Regions from separate parts of the Sus scrofa genome. Here regions 2, 3 and 4 are each linked to region 1. The links are chromatin contacts, called in public Hi-C and HiChIP or PLAC-seq maps. All regions are on one chromosome and are shown on one strand. The core of a region is the stretch at or near the end of the contact, and the rest is flanking DNA. Distances in the headings are between cores, read along the strand shown.

Region 1 (3,661 bases), core at 526-3,025:
TGAACAAGATGTGCTTCTGGCCTGGCCTGTCTGGGATTCTGTAGGAGGAGGGGGCCCTGAGTGGCTTTGGGAGGCGCAGGGCACTGGACGAGGGGCCCAGAGGGAGAAAGGGCAGATGGGTAGGGCGAGGGTCAGACCCCGCTGTCCCAGGCCTGTCAGACATGGCCCTGAAGTGATCCGTGGAATCGGGGGGCTCGCTGAGGGGGGAGGACGGAGGCCCCCAGGCCCCAGGCACAGTGGGGCAGAGGGTGACACTGTGCGGGTCAGCCAGGATAACTGAGGCACTGGTGAGGGGGAGGGAGGCCGGTGGTCAGTCACTCTCTCCCCCCAGCTCCCTGGCCCTGTGCTGAGCACCCTCGGCGGCGGGACAAGGACAGTCAGACGTCATAGCTCTAATTGAAGCCGCTTCTGCAGTCTGGGAAGAGATGCTCTTGCAATCCTAAGAGGGCTGCAAGGCTCCCTCCCTCTCTGCCTCCCCTGCCTGTCTCTAAGGCTAGCCCTCTCCTGGGATTTTTCACAGCCCCTCCACCTCCGAAGAGGGCTGGGGCCCCAGCTTCTCCCTTGCTGAGGGCTTCTTCCCCAGGCTTGCTCCCGCCCCCCAGCCAGGCCACCTGTTACTTTGTAGAGGAGACTTGGAGGGAGACCAGTGGGCTGTGGGCCGTGGGGTGGAGGTCCCCAGGCCTGACAGAGTTCTGGGGTGCAGAGGTCTCAGGGGTCCCTGACAGGCTGGGTGACCAGGGGCAGACGGAACCCCCCTCCTGAGTCATAACCTCAAAGCAGGAGCATTGGGGTGTGCACATGAACATGCCACATGGGGGCACACGCCACGTGCCTGGTGCAGATGTGTGGGAAGCTGGCCTCAGGTTGGGGTCCTAGTACCCCAAGGGGTGGGGAGGATGCAGTGGGGGTGGGAGGAATGGGACCCTTTGGCATCAGGGTGTTTGCTGTACTTCTCAGGGAGTGTTAAAGGGGCTCTGTTGCCTGACCTTTGCCCTTTAGGGGTCAGGAGGGGGTCCCTGCCAAGTCCTGGGGTCTAGGAGCCCCCACAGGCCCCGGGGGTGGGGGGTGGGGTGAAGCGGGCTTCGGGAAGAGGGCGCCGGCGGGGCGCGGTGGGAGGGGAGCGGAGGGGTGGCGGGTCGCCTTGGGAGCCCCAGGCTCCGCGGTGGAGGTGCGGGGACTGGCTGGGCTCCCAGAGGCTCTCTCTTTAAAAGGCCGGCGGAAATCGCGCGCTCGGCCGCACTTGCGGCGCAAACTTGGCGGCCAGGCTCGCGCTTTCTCGAGTGCGGCAGCAGCAGCGGGCGCCGGGGCTGAGCGGCTGCGGTCCCCTCGCCCCCTCGTGCTCGGGGCTCCCGCCCCCTCCCGCAGCCTCCCCTCCCGGCGTCTTCCTCGCTCGCTCTGCCCGTCTCGCGCTCCCTCTCTCGCTCGCTCTCCAGCGCGCTCTCTCGCTCGCTCTCATTTTTTCCTGCTGCCGAGCGGCTGCCGCGGCGCCTCCGGGCGCCCGCCTCTCGGCCGGCTGCGCTCGCTGCTCGGCTCCCGCTCCACTCCCTTCCCAGCTGCGAGCCCTCGGCCGGACCCCGCGCCCTGGAGCGCTGGGACGCCGGGCTCTGCGGCGGTGGAAGCAGGGCTGGCCGCCGCTCCCTGGCTCGCTGTCCCCGGAGCAGCAGCCCGACCGCCGCGCGCTTGGCGGCGGCTCCGGCCAGGCGGCCGCCAGCTCGTCCCCGCTGCGTCCCGGACTCCGGGCGGCTCCGCGCCGGGCTCGGTCCGCAGCGTCAGCGCCTCGCGCCCGGGCCTGGGCTCGGGCCACCGCGAGAAGCAAGCCTCCGGCCGCCGCCTCCCACACCACCGACCCCTCGCCTGCGCGCGGTGAGTTGTGGCCCGCGGGGAACGGGCAGGGGGACCGTGCCCTCCGGCCTCTGGGGCGCGGGCTGCGGCGGGCGCTCCGGGGCTCTGGGAGGTGGCTTCTGCCGAGCTCCCGCGCTCGGAGCTGCCCGGAGGAAGGTCGGCGGACCGGAGCCCTCCCGGCTGGAGGGCGCGGGACCCGGGCTGGAGGGTCTCCCCTCGGGGCCGGGCCGGGCTCTGCCGGCGCCCCGAGAACGGAGTAGGGCAGCGACTCTTTTGCGGGCTTGGGGGAGAGTGTCTCTGTGCCTGGGGTCGGGTCGGCTTCCACCGGATAGGGGGCTCGAGCCCGCGCTCAGGTAGGGGCGGCGGCGGCGTCAGGGCGCCCCTTCTGCGGAGAGCGGGGCGGGCGGGGGCGCGGGCAGTTCTTTGCCCGGGTTCCCTGCGGTCTCCCGGCGGGAGGGCAGCGGCAGCCTCTCTCGCCTCTGCTCCTTTCCCGGCACCCGCGCGGCGTCCGGCTCCCCGCGTTGGGAGCCCGAGGCCGCTTGCTCTGGGCGGAGGCGGGTTGGGACGGCACCCCAGGTTCTGGGGTCTCCCGGTAGCTCCGGGACTTCAGGGTCAGGTGCTTCTGGGACCCTGATGAACCTCTAGGCGGCCGCGGGGCGGGTGTGCGTGTGTGTGTTTGTGTGTGTGTGTGTGTGTGTGTTTTGGGGGGGTGTCCCCGGACTCCGGGGTCGGGCTTCCCCGGCTCCCAGGAGCTGGAAGCGCCCCCTCCCCGCGCGGGGGCGGGGCCGGGAGGTGGAGGCCCTGACTGCGAGCGGCGCCCCCGCACCGGGGCGGTCTGAGGCTGTTTGTGCTGAAATGGGGCGGCGGTGGCGGTGGCAGGGAGTCCGGAGGCCCGAGCGTACGAGCGCCCCCTCCCCCAGGCCGCGAGTGACACCCTCGCCTTCAGACTTCAGGTCCTTTCTGGAGGAGGCTCCTTGCTTCTCTCCCCACTCGGCTCACCGGCCCTGCTCCCGGCGCGGGAGGAAGCTGCTGTGCCAGGCGGAGCTGGGCTTGCTTCACGGGGTGCCCCAAGCCACGTGTCTGTTGGAGCGGTGGTCGGACTGTCTGCCCCTCGGTCAGTCTGGCAGGAAGCCCTCGATGCTGGTGGAGGGAGGGTTGTGTGTGTTTGTGTTCAGCCATAGCCCTTCCCCCTCGTGCTGGGGTGAAATGGGGGCTCAGGGCTGGCACCGGCCAACGCTGTAAGAATCTCCATCCTGGGTGCCCCCTTCCCACAGTCTGCAGGACAGCCCCCTTCCTGGCCAGCTCTCTGTGGAAGTGAGCAATGTTCTCATTCCCATGGCCCTATCGCCAGGACATCCCCTGGGTGGGCCCCCTCTTGCCCTGGATCCACAGGGGATGCTGGGCCTCAGGCCCTGGGTGAGCACCCCCTGCTCCTCGCAGGCCTCAGTGGTGCGAGAACTTCCAGGCAAAGGTGAGGAGCTGCAGGAGCTTTCCTGGCGTGGCAGAGAGAATTCCCACAGAGGAGTCTGGAGGCTCTTGAGTGTGGTTGCCCCCTGGGCAGGCCCTGGCTGCTGTGGAGAGGAGGGTGGGAGCCCCTCTCCCTGGCCCACCAGAGGACCACTTCTTGGAGGGTCTTTTCGGGTCTTTCTAGCCCTTACCGTCCTGCTCTTGGGCAGGGGTGGGGAACCTCTGGGGGTGGTGCCTTGGAGCCCTGCTTAGCTCTGGAGGGGCGTGCCTGCCCACTGGCGAATGGGTAGCCACTGTCTCCATGTCCCTGCAACTTTGTCATTGCAGCCATCAACTTTCCCCTCTCTGTCAA
Region 2 (3,661 bases), core at 779-3,278, 460 kb after region 1:
TCCATGGCGTTGCCCCCACCTTCGAGGAGGCCAGCCTGAGTTCTCCTGTGGAGGGGTGGTGGTCACTGACACGTGGACAGAAGTGAGAGGCAGCCCAGGCCTGGCCCAGGTCACAGAGGGATGAGGAGGGCTGAGCTGAGGGTGTGGTTTCCCTATTTTCTTAAGCAAACACCTGCTGTGTGCCAGGCACAGTTCTGGGCGCTTCTCAGAGAACTTCTCATTTGATCCTTGCAGCTGCCTGCTGAAATAAGCAGTTCTAGTCCCATTTTACAGATGAGGAAACTGAGGCACAGAAAAGCTGAGCGACTTGCTGCCATCACACAGCTTGGCCTAGTGGCGCTGGGACTCAGACCCAGGCCGCCTTCCTCTGGCCTTCCCTCAGATTGCTCCTGCCCTTCTGGGCCCTGTGCCCAGAGGAGTCAATTCTGTCCATGTCTGGTACCTCCCCTGCCTGTGGCCGCCACACTCACCGTCAAGCAGACACTCCTCCTCCTCTCTGGCCAAGGCCTTGGGGCTGACCTCCAGTGGCCCCGCAGCCCTCTGCAGGCATCCTTGATCCACCTCCAAGGCTTGGGCAAAGCGGCCCCTGATCCCAAAGCACAGTCAGGTGGAAGTGGCAGGTGCAGCCCAGAGATGCGGTGGAAGCCCCCCTAACCCCCCACCCCAAGGTTCTCCCACAGGCCCCACTTAGCCTACTCCCCCCTCCTGCACAGCCCTCTGGGGTCCATCAGAGAGATGACGATGCTCCCCCAAAGTAAAGGGAGGGGCGCCAAGTCCAAGTGAACTTGGAAACCAGAAGAAGGGGGAGGGGAGACAGGGAAGGGGGCCCATAAAGGAGCTGGGGAGCACTGGGACCCTGCTCACCCTACACACACCCTTCCCAGGGCCCGGCCTGTCCTCCTGTCCTTTGGGGACCTCCATCCCCAAGCCCTCACTGGTGGAGGACCCAGTCTGCTTCCCCACCCCCACCTCTCCAGTCCTTCTCCCATTCGGACCCTCCCAGCTCAGGCCCACACCCTCCCTTCTGCCTTCCAGGAGGCTCCCAGGTCCCTGCTGCCCAGAGCCCACCTCTCACCTGTCTGAGGTCCCCGTGTCCCCCAAGGCCGCGCCTGCCACCTCCTCCTCTTCCCTTTCGTCCATCTCAGACAGGCTGCCCAGCGCCTCCTGGCCTCCTCTGCGTGGATCTGACCTTACTTCTACACCCCGGGCCACCACCCTCAGGACCTGCACAGGGGTGGGGGTCTGGGCCCCCGCATCCCCTAGCTCCAGCCCCGAGGGACTAGTTCGTGGCAGGGCCACAGCGAGGGTACAGGGCAGCGAGGCAGGTGGCCAGGATTCCTTCTGCCCCGCTGCTCCGTGACAGCCAGTCATCAGGGGGGTGGCGTCCTGCTCTTGCAAGGGGCACGGCTGACCCCCCACCAGGGCCTGGTCTGAGCTCTCTGGGCTGCCCTTGCCCCCCACCAGGCTACGGAAAAGGCGGAACATGGACGAGCGGCCCAGATTATGGGCCCGAGGGGTTGGGGCTGGGGCCTCCATCCTGAAGGGGACCTGACTCAAGAGGGAAGGGCCGCAGCAGCTACTGGGACCAACTGCTTAAGAACAGAGGGGGTTGGAAACTTCCCAGAGTTCTAGAAGGCGAAGGCGGGTTGGGGGTGGGGGCAGAGTGTGCCCGGGGGTGGGGGTGGGGGTGTCAATGCAGCACCCCGAGGGTGGGGGTTGGCGAGGCTCCAGGAGACGCAGAGGTGGGGACCCCAACTCTGAGAATGGGGCACACAGCTCTCCCCACAGCCTGTCCTCCTCTGGCTGTGGCTGCTGGTCCAGGAGGGTGGGAGTGTGTGTCCTCCCACCCCTCCCTTCACAACCAGTCTCATCGGCCCTCTGCATGTCCACGTCTACCTGCCTATCACCTGCAGGGTTTCTACCTCTGCAGCCATCGAGGAGCTTGGTACACAGGCCTCAACTGTACGTGGAACTTCAATCTTTTTTTTTTTTTTTTTTTTTTTTTTAGGGCCGTACCTGTGGCACATGGAGGTTCCCAGGCTAGGGGTTGAATCGGAGCTGCAGCTGCTGGCCTATGCCACAGCCCCAGCAATGCAGGATCCTTAGCCCACTGAGCAAGGCCAGGGATCAAACCCACATACTCATGGATACTAGTCGGGTTCTTAACCTGCTGAGCCACAATGGGAACTCCGTGGAATCTCAATTTCATCTTATTATGCCCATGGCACTTACATGTCTGATTATAAACCCCGCTCAGTGACCTTGGCGGAGGTTCCTTAAAGCAGCCGAGTCCCAGTTCGTTCATCTGTAAAATGGATGTGGTCACCGCACCTACTTCCAAGGGTGGTTGAGACTGTTCAGTGAGGATGGTTTAAAGTGCCCAGCACTGGAGTTCCCGTCGTGGCGCAGTGGTTAACGAATCCGACTAGGAACCATGAGGTTGTGGGTTTGATCCCTGCCCTTGCTCAGTAGGTTAAGGATCCGGCATTGCCGTGACCTGTGGTGTAGGTTGCAGACGCGGCTTGGATCCCGTGTTGCTGTGGCTCTGTCCTAGGCCAGTGGCTACAGCTCCGATTGGACCCCTAGCCTGGGAACCTCCATATGCCGTGGGAGCGGCCCAAGAAATAGCAAAAAGACGAAAAAAAAATAAAAAAAAATAAAAAAATAAAGTGCCCAGCACACAGCAGGGCTTCACAAACCTCACCAGCCTGGCTTTCTTGCTGATACCGACGGACAGAAGTGGGGCAAGATCAAGGAGGAGGACAGGGAACCCGGGTGGGAAAAGCCGTGGGTGGGGACACTCGGCAGGGGTGGGAGCCGCGCTCTCCGCCCTGAGCCCAGCCCCAGCCCCGTGCTGCAGGCTTCAGCGGCTGCATCCGGCGGCCGCAGAGCAACTTCCTCTAGAGGGAGCTGATTGGAGCGGGAGCCGCCGGCACCTCTATGATCGCCAAAGCCTCGCGGGTCCCGAAGGCCGCGCTGGGACCAGCCCAGGCTGCATCCTGACACCAGGAACTCACTGGCGCCCGTCTCTGGAGGCCGAGCCTGGGTACCTTACCCTGGGAGTGGCCACTGGCCACTGGGATCACCGGCCTCCGCCCTGCTGAGCCAACCCAGGCCTGGGCCAGGGTCTGGGCAGGTAAGCCGGGAGGGTCCCGCCTGTGCTCCCCACGCCTGGGAGCTCCGGGCCGGGGGTAGGTGAGGGAGGCAGGGGGCTGGGGGGGGAAGGCCTCAGGCTCCCCCCAACCCCCGGGACTCCACCGAGCCCTGTTCGGGGCCTGATCCACCCGGGGCTCCCTCTGGCCACCCCTCAGGCAGCTTCCCCTCTCACCCTGGCCCTAGGGGCCCGAGAATCGGGTGTCAAAGAACCAGGCTCTTTAGCAGTCTGGGGGATGGGGGGGGAGGTCAGAGCCAAGGTCAAGGGCACGGGGAGAACTTACAGCCTCCCTGCTGCCCCAGGAGACCTAAGAGCGGTCTAGAGTCAGGCACCTCCCCTGGGGAAGCATCCTGGCCACCCTCCTCCCCTGGGCAGACCCCACAAGTGGGGAACTCAGAGTACCAGGAAGTCAGGTGCTTGGAGGGGGCAGGGGTAGACCCAGATCAGCAAGGCCTGGGGCCTTGGGGCTGCTCTGAGGCGCCAACTTCTCCCCAGCTCTGAGCCCGA
Region 3 (3,661 bases), core at 300-2,799, 350 kb after region 1:
AAACCTCCAAGACAACTCTCTGTTCTGCAACTTTTTAATCTCCATACGAGTGGGAAAGTGGTGCTATACCTTTAAAGGTTAGAGCCTTGAGAAACAGCTCTCCTGTACATTTCAGGCTCTAGGCAACATTCTTGCAGCAAAAGCAACAGAATACAAAGGTTAAAGTAAAACAGATTCAGTGTACATTACAAATACTGCAAATGGTGAGAGTGGTACAGGGAGAGGTACTGGTGGGTGGAGAATGCCGTGGGAGGGGGTCTTGAGTGCCTCATTTTCCAACCCCCCAACTCCCCTCAAGCAGGCATCACACATCCCTGTGTCCCCAGGTGTTCCCATTCATAGGTCTTTACCCTTAAGGACTTCAGACAGTTCAGAGCTATTCCCTGCTAAAACCACCCACTGATCTCTGTCCCCCCACTTCCTCTCTCTCCCAGTCGTGCCCCAAGCCTGGCTCTTGCTGCTCAAAGTCCCTCTCCCAAGCCCACTTTCAAAGCTTAACCATCCTCAAGGCCCAGCACAAATGCCATCTCCTTCAGAAGCAATCCCTGATCTTCCCCATTCCCCCAATCTCAACAGCTAGAAGGACTATTTCTTTCTCCAAACGCCTAGTATTCTTTAACACTTCCATTAAAGCCCTTGTCACTTCTAACATTGTATTTGGTTCTGAATTCACTCCCTGACTCAGGGCAGGAGTCTCCTGGAAACATACAAAGTAGACGGGTGGAGAGAAGGAAGAGATCTGGGGGAAGCCAAGCGCTGTGTGCATGGGATGGTCCTGTCTAAAGACAGGACAGTAAAGACGCAAAAGGAGGATGAGGCTTTCCTCAAGGAAAATCCGGAAGGTAGAGTTTTTGGGGTTTGTTTGTTTAAGAAAAGAAAAATCAGGATGCAGCTGGAACTGTATAAGAGCAAGCTTGGTAAAACAAGTTTTTTTCCAGGCTGCATCAACTCAAACAGACAAGTGGACGGCTTGGGGAGGGGGAGCTCAGAAGTGATACTAACAGGGGCTGGGGACACAGGGACAGGAGCGAGGAGCACTAAAGAAGGAATTGTGGCAGAGCACCAATCGTGGTACTGATAGGTACCGGGGCTTCGGGAAAGGGGCGCGGGCGGCGGCGGGGGGGGGGATGCTGCAAACCACGTGTGCTAGGATATTAAGTTCAAACATATCTTCATCGAATAACAACCTGTATTTACATGCAAATGTATCCGTTTATGCAAATCAGCAGAGGTCTCAGAGGAGGATTTTTAGTCTGGAGCTTGTGCATTCATTGAAAAAGAGAAGCAAAGCCGTCCCTGGGGGTACTCCACGCCTGACTTGCCCCTGGAAGACCGGCTGGTTCCAGAAGGACAAGAACTGAATTAGCTCGGCTCGCAGGGCAAGCGAGCAGCGCCCCCACCCGGAATGCGGCGAGCGCGGTGAAGGAGCGCATGCTCCCTCCCTCCTCCCTCTTCCCTCCTCCCTCCCGCGCCAGCTCCTCGGAAAGCCAGAGGTCCTTAGTGCGCAAACGCCTTCCGTCTGCGCCAACTCCTCCCTCGGGGGCGGGGACACGCGGGGCCCAAGATGGCGGCCAGCCGCTACCGGCGTTTTCTCAGGCTCTGTGAGGAATGGCCGCTGGACGAGACCAAACGGGGCCGGGACTTGGGCGCTTATCTGCGGCAGCGGGTAGCGCAGGCCTTTCGGGAGGGAGAGAACACCCAGGTGACACAGTGTGGGGACCGCCTGCGGCGGGAAGGCGTGGGGGGTAGGGGGGCAGGACAAGGCAGGGCGGGCCGGTGGCGGGCCCGGCGCATGCGCGCGCCGTTCCCTCGGCCACACGTGCGCGTGGACGGCTCCGTGCTCTTAACAACGTACCCCTCGGAGTTCTAGGACGCTTTTAAAAATCTGGAGACCTGGGTCGTTCGACCTACTCGAATCAGAGTGTGGGGCAGGCCTTGGCCTCAGTATTTTTAAAAGCTCTCCATGATTCTAGGCGCAGTACCTGTGGCAGTCTGTTCCTCCCCTGACACTACCGTACCTCACAGTGCTGTGTGGTGACCGATAGCCAAAGCCCTGTCCTCACCCCAGGCCCCTGCGTTTGAGTAGACCTGCGTTTTTGTGGTTTTTTTTTTTTCGGCTTTTGTGTTTTGAGGGCCGCACCTGTGGCATATGGAGGTTCCCAGACTAAGGGTCGAATCAGAGCTACAGCTGCTGGCCAACACCACAGCCACAGCAACGCCAGGTCCGAGCCGCGTCTGCCACCTCCACCACAGCTCATGGCAACGCCGGATCCTTAACCTACTGAGTGAGGCCAGGGAGCAAACCTTCGTCCTCATGGGTGCTAGTCATATTCAGTTGCCTCGTAAAAGACCCTAAGACTCCATGATAGGGTCTTAAAGACAGGCTCTGATTAGAAGGTGGATTTTATCATAAGACCATTGAGCTGGGAAGGTTTAGTCGGGGCCGATGTGACCTAATTTACTTTTTTTAAAGATCACTCTGGTTGTAGTAGTGAATGGATTATAGGGGGGCAAGAATAGAAGCAGTCAGCTGGAGAAGAGGTTACTCTGGCAGCCCAGGCAAGAAATGGTGGTGTGGATGCAGAAGGCAGCCCAGGAGAGGGAAGTGGCTGGATTGAGGTTGCCGTGGAAGGTTGCGGCCACAGGTTTCCCTGATACATTGGATGCAGGATAGAAGGAAAGGTGAACCAAGGGTCACACCTAGATTGTTTTGGCCTGAGCATCTGGGTGGAAGGTGGTGCCATTAACTGAGATGAGAAAGACTAGATGAGGAACAGGTGGGATGTGGGAAGAACATCTTGTGTTTGGTGTTAGACGTGTTGAACTTGAGATGCAGAGTGCTGTTACCTCTGAGTGGAAATGTCAAGTAGACAGTAGGATATTTGAGCCTGGGGCTCGGGTGAGAGGTCAGGCCTATGAGATAGCATATACACACATACACAGTCTGAGGAAGTGACTTTTGCAAAATTTGGCCACAGCTGTCAAAGTAGGAACATGGTCTTTTGCAACTTAGCTACACGGAGCCAAGCCAGCCCACCTAGTAGAGCAAGAACATGCCCAGTGGCATCATGGGGACAAGCACTGGGTGGGTGTTGGGATGGATGGAGTGTCTGACTAGGGCTGGGGAGGGTGTGGGGGTGTGTGACACCACACTGAGGCCTCACACTTCTTACAGTGCTCTTCACTGGCCCAAAGGATAAAGATTTTGCAGGCAAGAATCATAGCTAGTCCCAATCCTGTGAATCCCATAAGCCTTCTAGGGCTGTGCTCCCTATGTATTTCTGGTGCGAGCTTCCTGAAAATAGAGGTTGTTCCATTTTTATCTTTCTCCCCATAGTGTCTCACATAGTTCCTCACACATAAAAGACACTCAGTAAATGAATGGATGGTTACATAAATGATTGGTGGTGGCTCATGAGACAAAAATCATTTGAATATAGTTGCAGGTGTAGCAGAACTAGATGGAGAGAAGTTGCAAAGAGTGAGAAGGGGATATTTCTGTGTCCTGAGTGGTGAGAATGAATTTGCAGGCTTACTCACTGGGGAACTGCGGGAACTGCAGATGAGGGGCAGAACCTGGTCCTGATCACCAGGGAGCTCACGGGACTTACTCTGAGGGAATTTGGAGGGCGGGGGACCAGGCAGCAGAGAAGCAGTGAGG
Region 4 (3,661 bases), core at 377-2,876, 260 kb after region 1:
GGGGCTGCGGGAGGCCAAGCTTTCCTTAAGATGAACGCACCACTGGCAAGACCATCTGCTTTCTCTTCACACACATCCGTCATCTCCGTGAAAATAAAAATACAGACAGTTAAAATTCAATTAAAAGGATACCCAGTGTCACCAGCTCCATTCACAGAAGGAACAGATCCCACCCCCATCCTGGTCACAGGCCCAGCTCTTAGTGAAACCCAGCAGGACCCCGTGGGGCTCCTGGGCACAAAAGCCTTTCTGTGTCCCCCATTTCTCGTTTTTAGGAAATGGGCCTCATTCAGCCTCCATGACCTTCCCAGAGCTCCAAGAGGCAGGTTCCGACAGTTGCTGATCAGGAAAGGGAGGGGAAGCAGAGCCAGGGAAGAGCCGTCAAGGACAATAGCGCAGCCTCGGGGCAGGATCCGAGGGAGACACACATAATAATATAGGCACCTTATACACCTCGGAGAAAAGTTATATTCCTTATGCTTCTTTTAGAAATGAATCAAGTTGGACAGCTTAGAGTCCTTCCTTGTCCTTCTCCCTGGCTTCATTGCACCGTAAACACAATCACCCGTAAGCTACAGATTAGGCACCCTGAGCACAATTGCCTGTGGGTTAAAAATCATTAGCACATGATGTTCTTCGGGAACTTTGCTAGTTTGTTCTCATCTCGGATCAATACGCCCTTTTTGCAAGTACTGTTCTTCTAGGCAGTAACCCTGAAGCCCACCATCACCATCAGCCCGAGATTTCCTGACCTCGGCTTTGATGACTAAGATTCCCCCAAAGAAAGAAGAATGCATGTCTGCCCCAATCCTGACTCCTACCTGAAAACCTGTGTTTTTTTCCTTCTTACTATAAAACTCCCCGCAATTCTTCCCAATGGAAGGCACAGTCTTTCAGGCATTAGCTGCTGTGGCTTCTTTTGCCTGGCAAAGCCATAAAAGCTATGTTTTTCTCCTTCACCCCAAACTCTGTCTCCCCCTTTCTGTTCGGCACCAGGGGACAGAGGCCAAGTTTCGGTGACATCAGCCCCCACTTCCTGTGCCTGGAAGAAAAGTTATGTGACCTCTTCTCCTCGAAGTTTTATAGCAGCAGCTTTCATGATAAACCCCATAAATAGAACGGCAGCCCAGAAGCGGGGGGTGACTGGGCCGTTTCTAAGAGTTTGTTAACCACCTGGGGATGTATTGACAGGAGGAGGGCGGGATGCTATTGGGAAACTCAGCTGAGTCCCCAGGTTGCCTGCACACTGTCAATAGTCCTTGAGGCTGAGCCGAACAGGATAGCATTTTATCGGATCACTCTGGGTCCAGGTTATTGGCGCGCGAGGAATGGACGCCACGGGAAACCAGAGACCCAGGAATGTTGGCTCAGGTAGCCAGTGGAATAGCCCGACAGGAAGCTCAACACTTTGGAAGTTAATTCTGGGTGGACCCTCTGCATGTCTGTTTTCCTCGCCACGGGCACTATTTCTCTGCCAAGCGTTCCTGGGGTACAGTGGTGTCTGCTGTGCATCATTTCTCAACGAGTCATTTGTGAGTTCTGGAAAAGGACCCTGAGCCATAGCAGGGAAAGAACAAAAATATCCCCACAGGTCACCAAAGCCTGTGTCCCCAGGGCCAGGGCACGGTTGTTGCCTAAAATACATCTCCCGGTGCTTTGCCTGCCCTAGTTTTAAATGCCACGGTCACCAGCTAGGAGTTTTGCTCATGAGCCCAGTTGCCCACCTTCAGCTCCAAGAGAGACACCAAGGGCTTGGACCTGAAGGGGAAGTGACAGCCACCCCTGCCCCTCCCCACGTCCCCCGCCGCTGAGAAGCGGCTTCTTTGCCTCTCCTTGGCCCTGGCATGAGGTGAGCAGCGCACGTGTAATCCTTACCAGCGTTCTGGGCAAGCCGACCTCTTGAAAGCTTTTCTTCTTCATTCTTAGGCCCTAAGCTTTGGCACTCCCACCAGTCCCTCGGCTGTGTCTGCTCATCTGAACCCTGTCACCCTCGAGACGCCATCCTCTGCCTCTTTGAGGGAAGACAGAGGTGGAGCCCCTCGCCTCCCCCAGGGCCTCTGGGTGGCAGCTCTCCTTCTCTGCCACCCCTCCCTGCCACCACATCCTCCATCCCGAGTCCTTGGTGACACAGGTCCAGCAGCTGACCTGCCCCTTTGCAGCCCTAGGTCTAACCTCCCGCATCAGGTCTCTGTTTGTCCTGACGTGTGCCACACTGCCCAATTTAGCGCCATCGGCAAATTTAATTAACTTGCCGTTGCCTCCCTGTTCCAGGCCATTAGTGAAGATGTTGTGTCCATACCCAGCAAACGGCATTTTCAAGGTCAGGAGGAGAGGAGAGCGAAGCTGCTGGTACCTCTGCCCAACACGGGGGAATGGGGCAAACAAGTGCCCACGTGCCGTTTGAGTCATTTCCTCTGGGTTTTGCCAGCTTCCTTCCCTGACTTGGTTAGGTGTTTACGCCTCTGCTCCGCCTTAGCCACTGCACATCCGGGGAAACTCCCATTTGGCCAATGGAGAACATCAGGTCATGCCTTCCTTTTATTTTTGTCCAGTTTCTAGCAGGAGAAACAGCCGCTAATTGAGCATTTGGAGGGAGAGGCGGTGCGCATGATGAAGACAAAGTAGTCGTTATCCAGCTTGTTATCCGGCCCCGTCTCCGATCCTGAAGCACCAACCGTGACAGTGGAAGATACACATGCAGGTCAAGGCACCTGACAGCGGGGGAGGGAAGGCATGTTCCTGCGGCGCCAGTTCCTAAAGGGCCAACCCACAAGGTCTGCAGCCCAGAGTTGCTTGAAGGAGAGGCCCCTTCATCCTTGCAGCTCCAGCCCCACGCATGGCCCTATAGCAGACCTGGCGCCCAGGCCCCCCATTAGCCTGCAGCCCCTCTGCGTGACAAGGAATCGCCCTGCAAACTCTGACTGCCTTCCTTCCATGCCAAACCGCAGCCATCACACTGGAACACTGCAAATTGCCTGGATCAGAAGTGCTGGATCACAGGAGCGATTCAGGATAATGCTATTTACGCCCAGAAAATTGATCCTGGGTTATTTACCGTTTCCAGCACTTCCCTTCTCCCCATCTTTCACCGCAGGCCTGTCTCTGGTCCTTAGGTTCCTAATCATTTCTCAGACAGAGTCCTGAAGACGCCTCTGGACCAGAGCCCAGACCAGCCCGGCAGAGCCCTGGCATGGAGATGATACGGGACGGCTTCTCATTGCCCACATGCTTGGCGGTCGGGCTGGCCCCCCAGTCTCACTCCTGCCCGGGGCCCAGTCTGGCCTCTCCAGACCTCGGAACACGCAAGAAGCACCTATGTGTGTCCCAGTTAGTCACTGGCTTAGGAAGAGAGCTGCAGGTTTGGAGAATTTGCACCCGGCCTCGGCAACGGGCCTACCTCAGCTGTAAACAGTCGTGTGCTCACTCGTCAAACACTGAGAAGCAAGAAAGTCCCATGGATCCTGAAGCCAGACTCCTGAGTTCGCTACTGGTCCTGCCATTTCAATAGCTGTGTGACATTGGGCCAGCTGTTTCACCTCAGTTTGCCCAGCTGTAGAGTGGGATAATAGCCGCTTATCCTCATTGGGCTGTGGTGAGATCTGGTGAAGCCCATCTGTGTGATGCCTGACTGTTATTTATTACATACCAAACACCTTTCCCA

The links. Hi-C and Micro-C count contacts between places; a contact is called where the count stands out from the background. HiChIP or PLAC-seq counts read pairs in DNA pulled down with a chosen protein or histone mark.
Region 2: a contact with region 1 is called in an H3K27ac HiChIP or PLAC-seq map of skeletal muscle, with 9 times the contacts expected there. The contact joins the promoter of LOC100156231 here to the promoter of GRM4 in region 1. A contact is called at or near these places in 1 of 5 promoter capture datasets (fetal skeletal muscle), 13 of 47 Hi-C or Micro-C datasets (embryonic fibroblasts, fetal heart ventricle, fetal liver and 7 more) and 2 of 2 datasets of contacts at active chromatin or transcription factors (alveolar macrophages and skeletal muscle).
Region 3: a Hi-C map of embryonic fibroblasts shows a contact between it and region 1, with 5 times the contacts expected there. The contact joins the promoter of C7H6orf125 here to the promoter of GRM4 in region 1. A contact is called at or near these places in 3 of 5 promoter capture datasets (fetal liver, fetal skeletal muscle and liver), 4 of 47 Hi-C or Micro-C datasets (blood, embryonic fibroblasts and mesenchymal stem cells) and 1 of 2 datasets of contacts at active chromatin or transcription factors (skeletal muscle).
Region 4: a contact with region 1 is called in a Hi-C map of skeletal muscle, with 2.8 times the contacts expected there. The contact joins the enhancer-like site here to the promoter of GRM4 in region 1. A contact is called at or near these places in 1 of 5 promoter capture datasets (liver), 10 of 47 Hi-C or Micro-C datasets (embryonic fibroblasts, epiblast stem cells, fetal liver and 5 more) and 1 of 2 datasets of contacts at active chromatin or transcription factors (skeletal muscle).

The regions. Positions count from the first base shown.
Region 1 is chr7:30,276,693-30,280,353 of Sscrofa11.1, reverse strand. It overlaps GRM4 (metabotropic glutamate receptor 4), which reads left to right and starts at 1,775. Exons shown (of 12, transcript XM_021098606.1): 1 at 1,775-1,863.
Region 2 is chr7:29,814,417-29,818,077 of Sscrofa11.1, reverse strand. LOC100156231 (gametogenetin-binding protein 1-like) reads right to left here and starts at 2,028. Exons shown (of 7, transcript XM_005665887.3): 1 at 1,076-2,028; 2 at 471-586; 3 at 1-45. The coding sequence starts at 1,536. It overlaps BAK1 (bcl-2 homologous antagonist/killer), which reads left to right and starts at 2,733. Exons shown (of 7, transcript XM_021098603.1): 1 at 2,733-3,136. It overlaps LOC102162214 (a long non-coding RNA gene), which reads right to left. Exons shown (of 4, transcript XR_002345648.1): 4 at 2,602-3,661.
Region 3 is chr7:29,927,690-29,931,350 of Sscrofa11.1, reverse strand. C7H6orf125 reads left to right here and starts at 1,549. Exons shown (of 4, transcript NM_001243451.1): 1 at 1,549-1,702. The coding sequence starts at 1,565.
Region 4 is chr7:30,015,341-30,019,001 of Sscrofa11.1, reverse strand. No RefSeq gene overlaps it. Among named protein-coding and RNA genes, the nearest start is that of MLN, 4.1 kb to the right of the region's middle. Within about 2 kb of position 1,626, at least 1 of the 83 cell types and tissues checked has an H3K27ac peak or open chromatin away from gene starts, as enhancers often do. A contact at or near this core is called in skeletal muscle, where this site is marked.